Regions from separate parts of the Mus musculus genome. Here region 2 is linked to region 1. The links are chromatin contacts, called in public Hi-C maps. All regions are on one chromosome and are shown on one strand. The core of a region is the stretch at or near the end of the contact, and the rest is flanking DNA. Distances in the headings are between cores, read along the strand shown. Region 1 overlaps Agbl4 (ATP/GTP binding protein-like 4). Region 2 overlaps Agbl4 (ATP/GTP binding protein-like 4).

Region 1 (4,727 bases), core at 948-3,447:
ACAAGATACAAGCAGAGCTATTCACTGGGGCTGTGCCTTAAAAGAGAATGGTACTAAGATCATCAGAGAAGAGCAGAATTGCAACTTCTATCACACAAACAGAAAGAGAGCTGGTTCCTCCTCAGTTCAAGGGATGAGTTCAGTTTTCCAGTTTAAGCATGCACCTTTCTGCTACCTTAGGGGTACTGTTCGTGCAGGAGGCTGTGAGAAGGCTCTCTGTGGAGCCAAAGGCATGCATGAATCAGCCATGGAGCTGTAAGGGTGATGTTGATATTGCACTAGGTCTGGAGGCAGAACAAGGACCAAAGAGGATTATTCTCAACCTGTAACAGCTACTGAAGCTTGCCTGCTTGGGTTTTGTTCTTGCTTGAGACCCACCACCCTTTCTTTCTTTCTTTGTGACTTCCCTCTTTTGGAGCTGGAAAGCTTATCCTGTATTATCCTGTGTCTCCCTTAATATTTGGGAAACTGGACTTAACTTGTTTGCTTTTATACAGTCATAGCAAGAGAGGAATTTGCCTCAGGGAAAATTGTATCTTGAGTCTCACCCATATCTTATTTAGATATGTAGTTGAATTTTAGACCTTAGAGATGATGGATTGAGTTAAGACATTTAGGGCTATCAAACTGAAATCAATGCATTTTTACATGAGAGAAAGATTCACTTTGGGAGAGGGGTGCGATGAAATGTTATAGACTGGAAAGTTTCATACCCCTAAGACATTTCATACGTTGGAGCCCTCATCCTTAATAAAATCATATTTTCAGGTCTTTATCAAAGAGGATGAGAGAACAGAAAGGTTTTCTCAGCCTGGGAGGACACAGCAAGGCTTTTGCCATGTGTAAGCCAGGAGCATAGGATAAAGATCTTCACCAAGAACTGAATCTAGAGACACTTGGATCTTGAATCGCCTGATCTCTAGGATATGAGAAACAATTTTTAGATTTTGAAGCCACCCAGTCTCCTTCTGTCATAGTAGCCTGGGCAGATTTAGGAAGTTCTTGTTTCCAACACTGACCTTGAATTACAAATAAAATTCTGATAAGTATGGTCATCCTTGAACAAAGCCTTTGCAAAGCCCAGAATTCCTCATTTTTCTTGAGGTGATACATGTTTAGCATTCGGACTAATCAGTATTTCTTCAGAATTGCAATATTATTCGTGGCTGGCCTCATCCACCGGCTTTATGACCTGTTTTCAGAAGGCTTTCCCGTTTTAGAAAAAGCTATAAAATAGCTGCTTATCATTGGTCAGCATTCCTTCATGAGTGGTGAATCATGAAGGTATTAAGTACTTAAATGGTCTCAACTGAAAAAGTTTCTCAGAAATGGAGGCCTATAAGCACTATTCTACATTATTAAGAGGATTTCTAGGCTTGACCATATTTTGTGAGGTTTGGGGTGGGGTCAGTTTGCTCTGCCCACAGGCCTCTTAGAATCCCTGTCAGAGGCACAATGCTTAGATTTATCTACTCTGGCCAATAGATTTGGCACCTGTTAAATGTCCAAGATGATGTCAGATGTGGGGATCTAGTGGTGAACAACAGCAGAAATGAGCTTTGTCCTCCCAGAACATACTAGCTGGTAGGAAAGGCAAGTGTTCATCAAACAATTACACAAACAAGAGCACAACTATACTCCAAGGCAAGAACAAGGAAGAAAGAACAGTGATCCACTTTCATTTAACAAAAGGAAGTGACTGCCATGGAATACAGATCCAAGAACCATGTCTCTGAGGTAACGTTGAACAGAGATATGAGTGATGCATAGGTGTTAAGAGCACGAGGCAGGAAGACTCTCACAGACAGTGGAAACAGAAAGTGGTAGAATAGGGGTCCATAACCTTAATGAGCCTGCATGACTTCTAAACAAAGAAATCACAATAAAATACAACAGAAGTAAAAGCAATTGGCTTGCTATGACATTAAGGATACAACTCTAAGATCCTAGAACTTTCCATCTGTGATGGGACTTTTAAGTTCTTCCAATAATGGAGTCTGGGAGCCAACACTAATCTAGGCAGTGGGAATAATAGGTCCAGAAATCTGTGATTAGATTAACTGAGCTCATTCCAGGAACTGGAAGCAGCTAGTAGGGAAGAAACACTGAGTCAGAGGCAGGGGTGGGTGGGTGGGGCGAGGGACAAGGCTGAGACAATCACGCTAACAGTTTTGGAAAGCCAGGGAAGGACCTTTGAAGGTGGTAGTGAAGGGGTAAGTGTGGCACAGAAAGTTTGTGCTGTTTGATGAGTGGGTCTAGGGAGACTGGTAGGAATTTATTTCAGTAGTTAAGATGAAAGGTAATTGTTGAGAACAGGGCAGAGAAAGGCATGGACAGGGCATGAGAGCAAAGAAGAGTCTGAAGAACCAGAAGGAACAAGGGTGGGAAGAGGGCAAGGCAGATATGTTATATTCCTATTATAAGTTTCTCTAAAACTTTATCCTAATATGGTCTGGGGCCTCAGAATCCTCACTCATCCATCACAGAAACCTCCAGGACATTGCAGAAAAGGGGGGGGGGGGGAGAGACAGGGCTCTGTAAATGTGAAGATTAGGTAACTGTTCAAAGATCTTCCTGTGCTGATATCCTGTGGCTCAAAAAATTTGTCATCTTAATCTTTTTCTCCTTTCTCTTTCAAATGCCTAAGATTGTCTTTACTAAAAATATACTTGCTGGAAGGAATCACGAATGATACTTATGCCAGCAGCTTGATGACAAATAGTTGTGACATCTTGAATCAGGAGTATGAACCAGAACCGCCAGGTGTCTGTTGCACAAAAGGAGAGAAAAAGAATCTTTCACTGGAAGTTCCCCCAGGAGACCCAAAGACCAATAATGAAATCAGTGTCAGAGAGGAAAGTGCCTTGGATGATGGTAATGATGATGATACTCATAATAATTCCTTAAATTCATTTACTGTCTTAACATGCCGTGTCTCATTTGACACAACAACCTTCTGAGGTATGCCAGTTCACAGAAATGAGTAGGATGAGCCCAGGAGAGAAGAAAAGAGACAGCAGAGCTTAAACAGACGTATGTGTTCGTTTAATTGACAAATACTTACAGAACTCCTATTAAGTGCCATGCTGTAACCATCAGTATATATGTAAAAGACAAAGTCTCTATTTTCATGGGGTAAAATGATAATAAGATAATGTGATAATATGAAGCATCAAAAATATACAATATAACTTATGATGGAATATAATCTACTGATCATTTGTAATAAATTCTACAAAGAGGAATTATTAGGACTCACTGTTAACAAGTAAACAGGGCTGACGAGTTGGATCCTCGCATTATTCCAGTTGGTCTCCCTGGAACAGCCAGCAGAGACAGGAACCTAGCATACTGTCCTCTGAGAGGCTCCACCCAGTAGCCAACTGAAGGAGATACTGAGACTCACATCCAAACATTAAATGGAGTTTGGGGAATCTTACAGAAGAGTTGGGAGAAGGATTGAGGACCTGTAGAGGACAGGTACTCCACAGGAAGATCAACAGAGTCAACTAACCTAGACCTTTGGGGGGGCCCAGAAACTGAATACCAACCAAAGAGTGAGCTGGGCTAGACCTAGGTCCTCTGTATATATGTAGCAGGTGAGCAGCTTGATCCTCATGTGGGTCCCCCAACAACTGGGGGAGGGACTGTCCCTGTGACTGTTGCCTGTCTGCCTGAGGTCCTGTGCCTGTAAATGTCTAGCCTGAGTGGGAGAAGATTCACCCAGTCCTGCAGTGACTTACTGTGCGCAGAGAAGTGGAGGCAGGGTTGGGAGGGTTGGGGAGAGTTAAGGGTTGAGGTTGGGTTTTGTTAGTGTGCGGGGTGACACCCAGAGGGAGGTGAAGGTAGAATGCCAGAAGATTTGCCTGCGAGGGTACTGGGAGAAAAGGAAGGGCTGATATTAGGTTGCAAAGTGAATAAATAAACAAATAAATAATTTAAAAACAAGTAACCACAGAAGGCAATTTTAAATAGAATAGTCAGAGAAACTTTCTTGATGAAGTGGCACTGCAGTCTAAGAAAAAACAATGACCCAGTACTGTAGATGCCAGTTCTGGGAAAGGGCTGGACTTGTCTGAGAAGAAAATAGAGACCAGTATGTATGGAATATGATAAGTGATATGGAACTGGTATGAGAGGAGGTGGCAGAAATAAAAGAACCAGGGCCAAAGGGGTTCTGTGAACCATGGCTAGAAAATTGGCTTTTGTTTAAGTGATGGGAAACCATTAAAAGGTTTTGATCAGGGAGTTGATACTATTTGATTTTAGATAGAAAAGATTACTCTGGCTAGTGGCTGCATAATATATCACAGGGCAGCAGACCAAATAGGCAGCCATTACATGCAAGAGGGGTTTGATAGAACAACAGAAGAGACAGAGAAGGACAGCCATCCTGCCTCTAGCCCAGGAGCTATGGGCAATTGTGAGCTGCTGGCAAAGGGAGAGTCAGTTTTCTTTAAGGATGTGGTCCTTGGTAAGTTGATCATGCTCCCTCCAGTAGAAGACTGCATATCCAAGAATATCTGAGCACTATTAGTGAATCTTACCAGAAAAAAAAAAAAAAAGAATACAAAATACACACAGTTGGATGGGGAGATAAACAGGGGTGTAATGGAGGGGGGTTAAGGGAGAAGTGAGTATGTTCAAAACACAGTTTATGAAATTCTCAAAAAAGGAAGGAAGGAAAGAAAGGGAGGGAGGGAGCAAGGGAGGGAGGGAAACAGACA
Region 2 (4,727 bases), core at 606-3,105, 260 kb before region 1:
TGACCCCTTCCCCCTAGCCCAGCAGATCTTTCATCTGCCAGGACCTTTATTCTCTTTCCCTTGTCCTCTTTGCTCAAAAACCTATCTTCTTAAATACATAGCCACTTATTCCCATCTCTTTCCAATGTCTAATGGGTTTTGTTGGACAGATGGATAAATAAAATAGTTTGATGAACATGTCAGAAGGCCCACTCTGAGGGGTCCACTGAGGTCTGAAATGACAGCAGTTAGCTGACAGAATCTTGGTATTTTCCCTTGGCTAGCTGTACCATACTTCAGAGCCAGCATTATCTGATTTCAGTATGGACACAGCCACAGGAAACCAGCCTGCTCAGGACTCAGGCTCCCTCTTCCCAAAATTAGCTTGTAACCAGACCAGAAACAAAGGCTGGAGAATCATTGAGTAACTTTATGATTCTAGTTTGTCCTTTTCTCCTTCTCTCCTTTTCTCCTTCTCTCTCTCTCTCTCTCTCTCTCTGTCAACCATTTGAAAATAGCATATTTATTAGTTGTCAGGACAATAAAATGTAAATAGTAATAACTGGAGAGTTGCCTGAAAGTATCAAGACTCTACCATTTCACAACAAAAGGATGACAAATGACAGGAAGGAAAAGTGAGAGAATGATATCTAATATCACTGAGCATATGGCACGTTGATTTAACAGTTCAGGACAACATAGCCTTCCCCATGTAACCCTTGCAACCCTTACAAGACGTAACTCACTGTCAGCCTCACTTTACAGTTAAAGAACTAATGTCTGGAGTGGTTATATAACTGTGCCAAGGCTCTCAGAAAATAAAACAGAACTCACATCTGGAACTCTAATGTCAGATCTGTGTTCTTGCTACAACATGGACAGGCTAGGATGCCAAAGACCACTAGTCTTCGTGGAAACCTTTGAAAATGTATATAGTTATTTCCCTTAACTTCACCATAACCAGAACATCATACAATTATAGCTCCCAGTTACACATAAAGAAACTGAGGTCAGTTAGGTTATGCAACCTATTCAAAGGGGCTCACCCACCTACTGTGTAGCTGAGGCAAGATTCAAACCCAGATATGTGTGAATAGAAAGTCTGTTCTTTGCATAGCACTTACTTCTTTGTGGGTGTTTCTGAGTCCCACAGCAGGATAGAAAATCCAGAAAGTCCTCAGTTGCTCTATAAAGATAAAGTCACCTTGCAGAGCCTAGAGGACTCTCGGAAGGGCACTGTCTGGGATGAGGCCTGCGTTGTCTGTTGTCAGAATCAGGTCTCCTGATTCCCAGTCTAGAGGACACTTCCTCCCAGACCATATTGCCATTCCCATCAGACCATGTAATTTCTTTTTCTGATTGGGACACAGAGCCAGCAGCCAACAAAGATCACAATCTGTCTGACTGTTCTCCCTCTGTTATGAGATGAGTCTTGAAAATAATGTATATCAAAGAGGAACCAGGTTAAATCATCCTTGAATGTACCAAGCTGACTTGTGCTTCCCTGGTATAGTTCCAGGCTCCTCTCCCCCCACCCCCCACTGACAAGCAGGGACTACAAAGCTGGTGCATAGCCTCTTCATTCACCACTGACGCCTTCCAGTCTCCAGCTCCTGTAACCACTAATGCAATTATTTTTGCATCTTCTCAGTTCGACATTGAAATATTCTGTGCCCATCACCTAGTATTGGTCTGAAGCAGCTCTCATGTGGATTGTTCCACCAACCTCTTACTGTATGTCCCTGCCTTTAGTACAGCCAGGGTGACTTCCCACTATTTACAAAACATCTATTGTTCTTCATTACCTACTATTCAAGTTTGAATTCCTTTCCGTCTACAAATTTACACCTAGATCTGAAGGCCTTTGCCCAAACCTGACCAGTTATCCTCTTGCTACACGTGTATACTTTTCTTCCTTGCCTCTCTGTCTGCAGGGTTCTCCCTTCAGTAACACATTCCCATCCCATTGGACTAACTCCTGCCCAATATTAAAAGTCAGTTGAGATGGGCCTTCCAGAAGGCTTTACCTGAGTTTAAAGACATGTTTAGTTACTGCTACTGGCCCTTAGTTAGCACTCCTCTCTCTCCCTCTCCCTTTCTCTTTCCCTCTCTCCTGCCCCCTCCCCTCCCTCTCTCTCCCTTTATCTCTCTCTGTCTCTCATCCACACACACATACACTCACACACATACACTCACACACATACACTTACACACTCACACAGACATTCACACATATACACCATTATTATTACTAGAAGCAGTTGTGGCAGCATTGATTTTTGAAGTAGGTTTTTGTTGACTATCTTGAAATTTGTTTTGTACCTCAGGGTAGCCTGAAACTCATGACCTTCCTGCCTTTGTATCTAGTATGCTGGGATTACAAGTGTGTACTACCATGCTGATATACATATACTTCTTTTAAATATAAGTGTTCCTTAATCTTCTGGAATTCCTCTATCACTGAGCTTATCGTGCACATTTTAATTATCTCTTCTCTCTTCTGTCTCCCCAGTAGAACAAAAGCCTTAGAATGCCCTCTTCTCTAGTACTTTACCCCAGGTGCTGGTTGTGATTCCTGGCACGCTAATATATGTTTATTTTTGGTGAAGAAGAATTGGGTGTTAAGAGACAGAAACTGTGAGCTGAGGAAGGATTTTTTAGTAAAGATAAAATTTCTATCAGCCAACCATGCCAATAGAAAGGTGGAAGAACCCATAATTGGATGCCAGAAATTAATAACAAACCAGCTACAGCATCTTCCAGAGAGACCTGCGACTTGGGTTTAGAATTTACTTTAGCCCATAAGTTCAATTTTTTTCTAAACAATTCCTATAACTTCCTTTGCCACAATACTGAAGGAGACCAAAGTAGGTGTGGTGTGGAGTTGATCTTCACCTGTGTCTTTAAGGAGTTGGAGGATCACACTACCAAATGTTGGCAGGAGAGGGTGTCCAGGGGCATTTAAGAATGGCTAGATTTTGGGAAGCCATGCGCCTCTGCTTCATAGCACAGACTATTTTGTTGGCCTTGCTGAGCCAGAAGATATAATATCACATTCTAAGGTGATGGGCTCAGTCTTGGTGTCTGTGGGCAGAGCATCCAGTTCTTATCATGACATCTCCAAGGCTCTAGGAAGTCTGAAACACTGACCTACCACCTGGATTACTCCTTGCTCGCCCCTGCTCTGAGGCTATCACCTGGACCTCTTAAGTTCAGAAAAGTAACAGAGGATCACTGAAACCTCAGTAGACTGGGTTCTAACTCATGCCACTAGCATATGAGATTCCCCGCCCCACACAGTTTATAGCAGGAACTCTATGACTATTTACCAAGAGCTATGAAAGGCTAGTGTGAGCACTTTAATTGGGGAAGGGGTAGTTTGTACATTAAGTGAATGGGCCTCCCATATCCATGGGTTCTGTATCAGAAGATTCAACTAGCCATGGATAGAAAATAGTTTTACAAAATTAAGTCTGTACTATTTTCAGATAATTTCCTTTAAAATGCAGTATAACAATAATTTATATAGCACTTACAATACATTGAATATTATGTGATCTATAGTTAAAACATATGTTGAGGTAGCTTAGTAGCTCATACTTTTAATCTCAGCACTTGGGAGGCAGATTCAGGAAAATGAATCTTTGTGAGTTTGAGGCCAACCTGGTCTACATAGTGAGTTTAGAACAGTCAGGACTACATAGAGAGATCTTGTCTCAAAAAAAAAAAAGCCCAAACAGTATACAGTAGGATGTATGTATATATACAAGTACTACAACACTATACTCAAGAAACTAGAATATCAGGATTTCAGGATTTCTAGAACCATCTTGGAACATCGAGGGACAACTGTGTTCCTAATTTATACCATCCTTTTCCTGTTTAAAACTTTCTCAACTACAATACTTTCTCTGAGGAAAAGTTTAGAAAAGAGAAATGAATCAATTTAAAACTCAAAGGATAAAAATTAACAAGTTCTATCAGAACATCACAGACACAATAAAGTGACTTTATGATAAGCTAAAACTAGTGAATACATTTTCTTTACAAAGAAATCTAGCAAGGTAGAAAGTAGCCTCCAGTTTTCACCATGGTGAACTTAAGACAAGTTTTTTGAGAAACTGGCAGGAATAGCAGTTTATCAAAAGCAATAGATCTAGAAGGTCGGGGTGGGTTGGGCAGGGAAGATGGAGGGACAGAAGAAAAGAGAAAAGGTGTGAGAAAAAAAGGAAGAGGGAGGGAAAGGAGAGAAGAGAGGTGGAAAGAGAGGATAAAGGCAAAGGAAATGGGGAGTAAAGAGAAAGTGAGGGAGCAGAAGCTAGAAAGTGCGGGTATGGTGGTACAGGAGAAAGACAGGAATGCAGAAGCAGTGGGACAGACATGGGCCCCAGGGCCTATGGAAGATGTGGCACCTGGAAGCATCAGTTGAGATCTCTATGTTCATATATGAAGGGCATGGGAAGATCACAGATGAACCAAACAGTCCAGAGACATCCCCAATAGAACCTTCCACATTTCTCCTCACCCCAGAGTCTAGCACTTTTCTTAGGTGGCATCAAACTCCTGACCTGCCTAGAAAATCCTCTCAAGTTTGATGCTCCCAGTTAGATGAAGGCTGGTCTAGATATAGTGGGATCTAGCAAGGATACAGGCTTCTTCAGTGTAGGGCACTGCAGCTGTAGTACCCCCAATGATGTAGCTGTAGAAGGAAACCTCTAGGGTATAGCAGTATGATGAGTGGTCCAGAA

What was found. Hi-C and Micro-C count contacts between places; a contact is called where the count stands out from the background.
Region 2: a Hi-C map of the N1E-115 cell line shows a contact between it and region 1, with 4 times the contacts expected there. The contact joins two enhancer-like sites. A contact is called at or near these places in 3 of 484 Hi-C or Micro-C datasets (the N1E-115 cell line and embryonic stem cells) and 1 of 9 other capture datasets (embryonic stem cells).

The regions. Positions count from the first base shown.
Region 1 is chr4:111,362,376-111,367,102 of GRCm38.p6, reverse strand. All of the region lies in intron 6 of Agbl4 (ATP/GTP binding protein-like 4), which reads right to left. Among named protein-coding and RNA genes, the nearest start is that of Bend5, 50 kb to the left of the region's middle. Within about 2 kb of position 2,197, at least 3 of the 459 cell types and tissues checked have an H3K27ac peak or open chromatin away from gene starts, as enhancers often do. A contact at or near this core is called in the N1E-115 cell line, where this site is marked.
Region 2 is chr4:111,617,184-111,621,910 of GRCm38.p6, reverse strand. Agbl4 (ATP/GTP binding protein-like 4) reads right to left here. Exons shown (of 13, transcript NM_030231.3): 11 at 4,629-4,727. Among named protein-coding and RNA genes, the nearest start is that of Spata6, 100 kb to the left of the region's middle. Within about 2 kb of position 1,855, at least 1 of the 459 cell types and tissues checked has an H3K27ac peak or open chromatin away from gene starts, as enhancers often do. A contact at or near this core is called in the N1E-115 cell line, where this site is marked.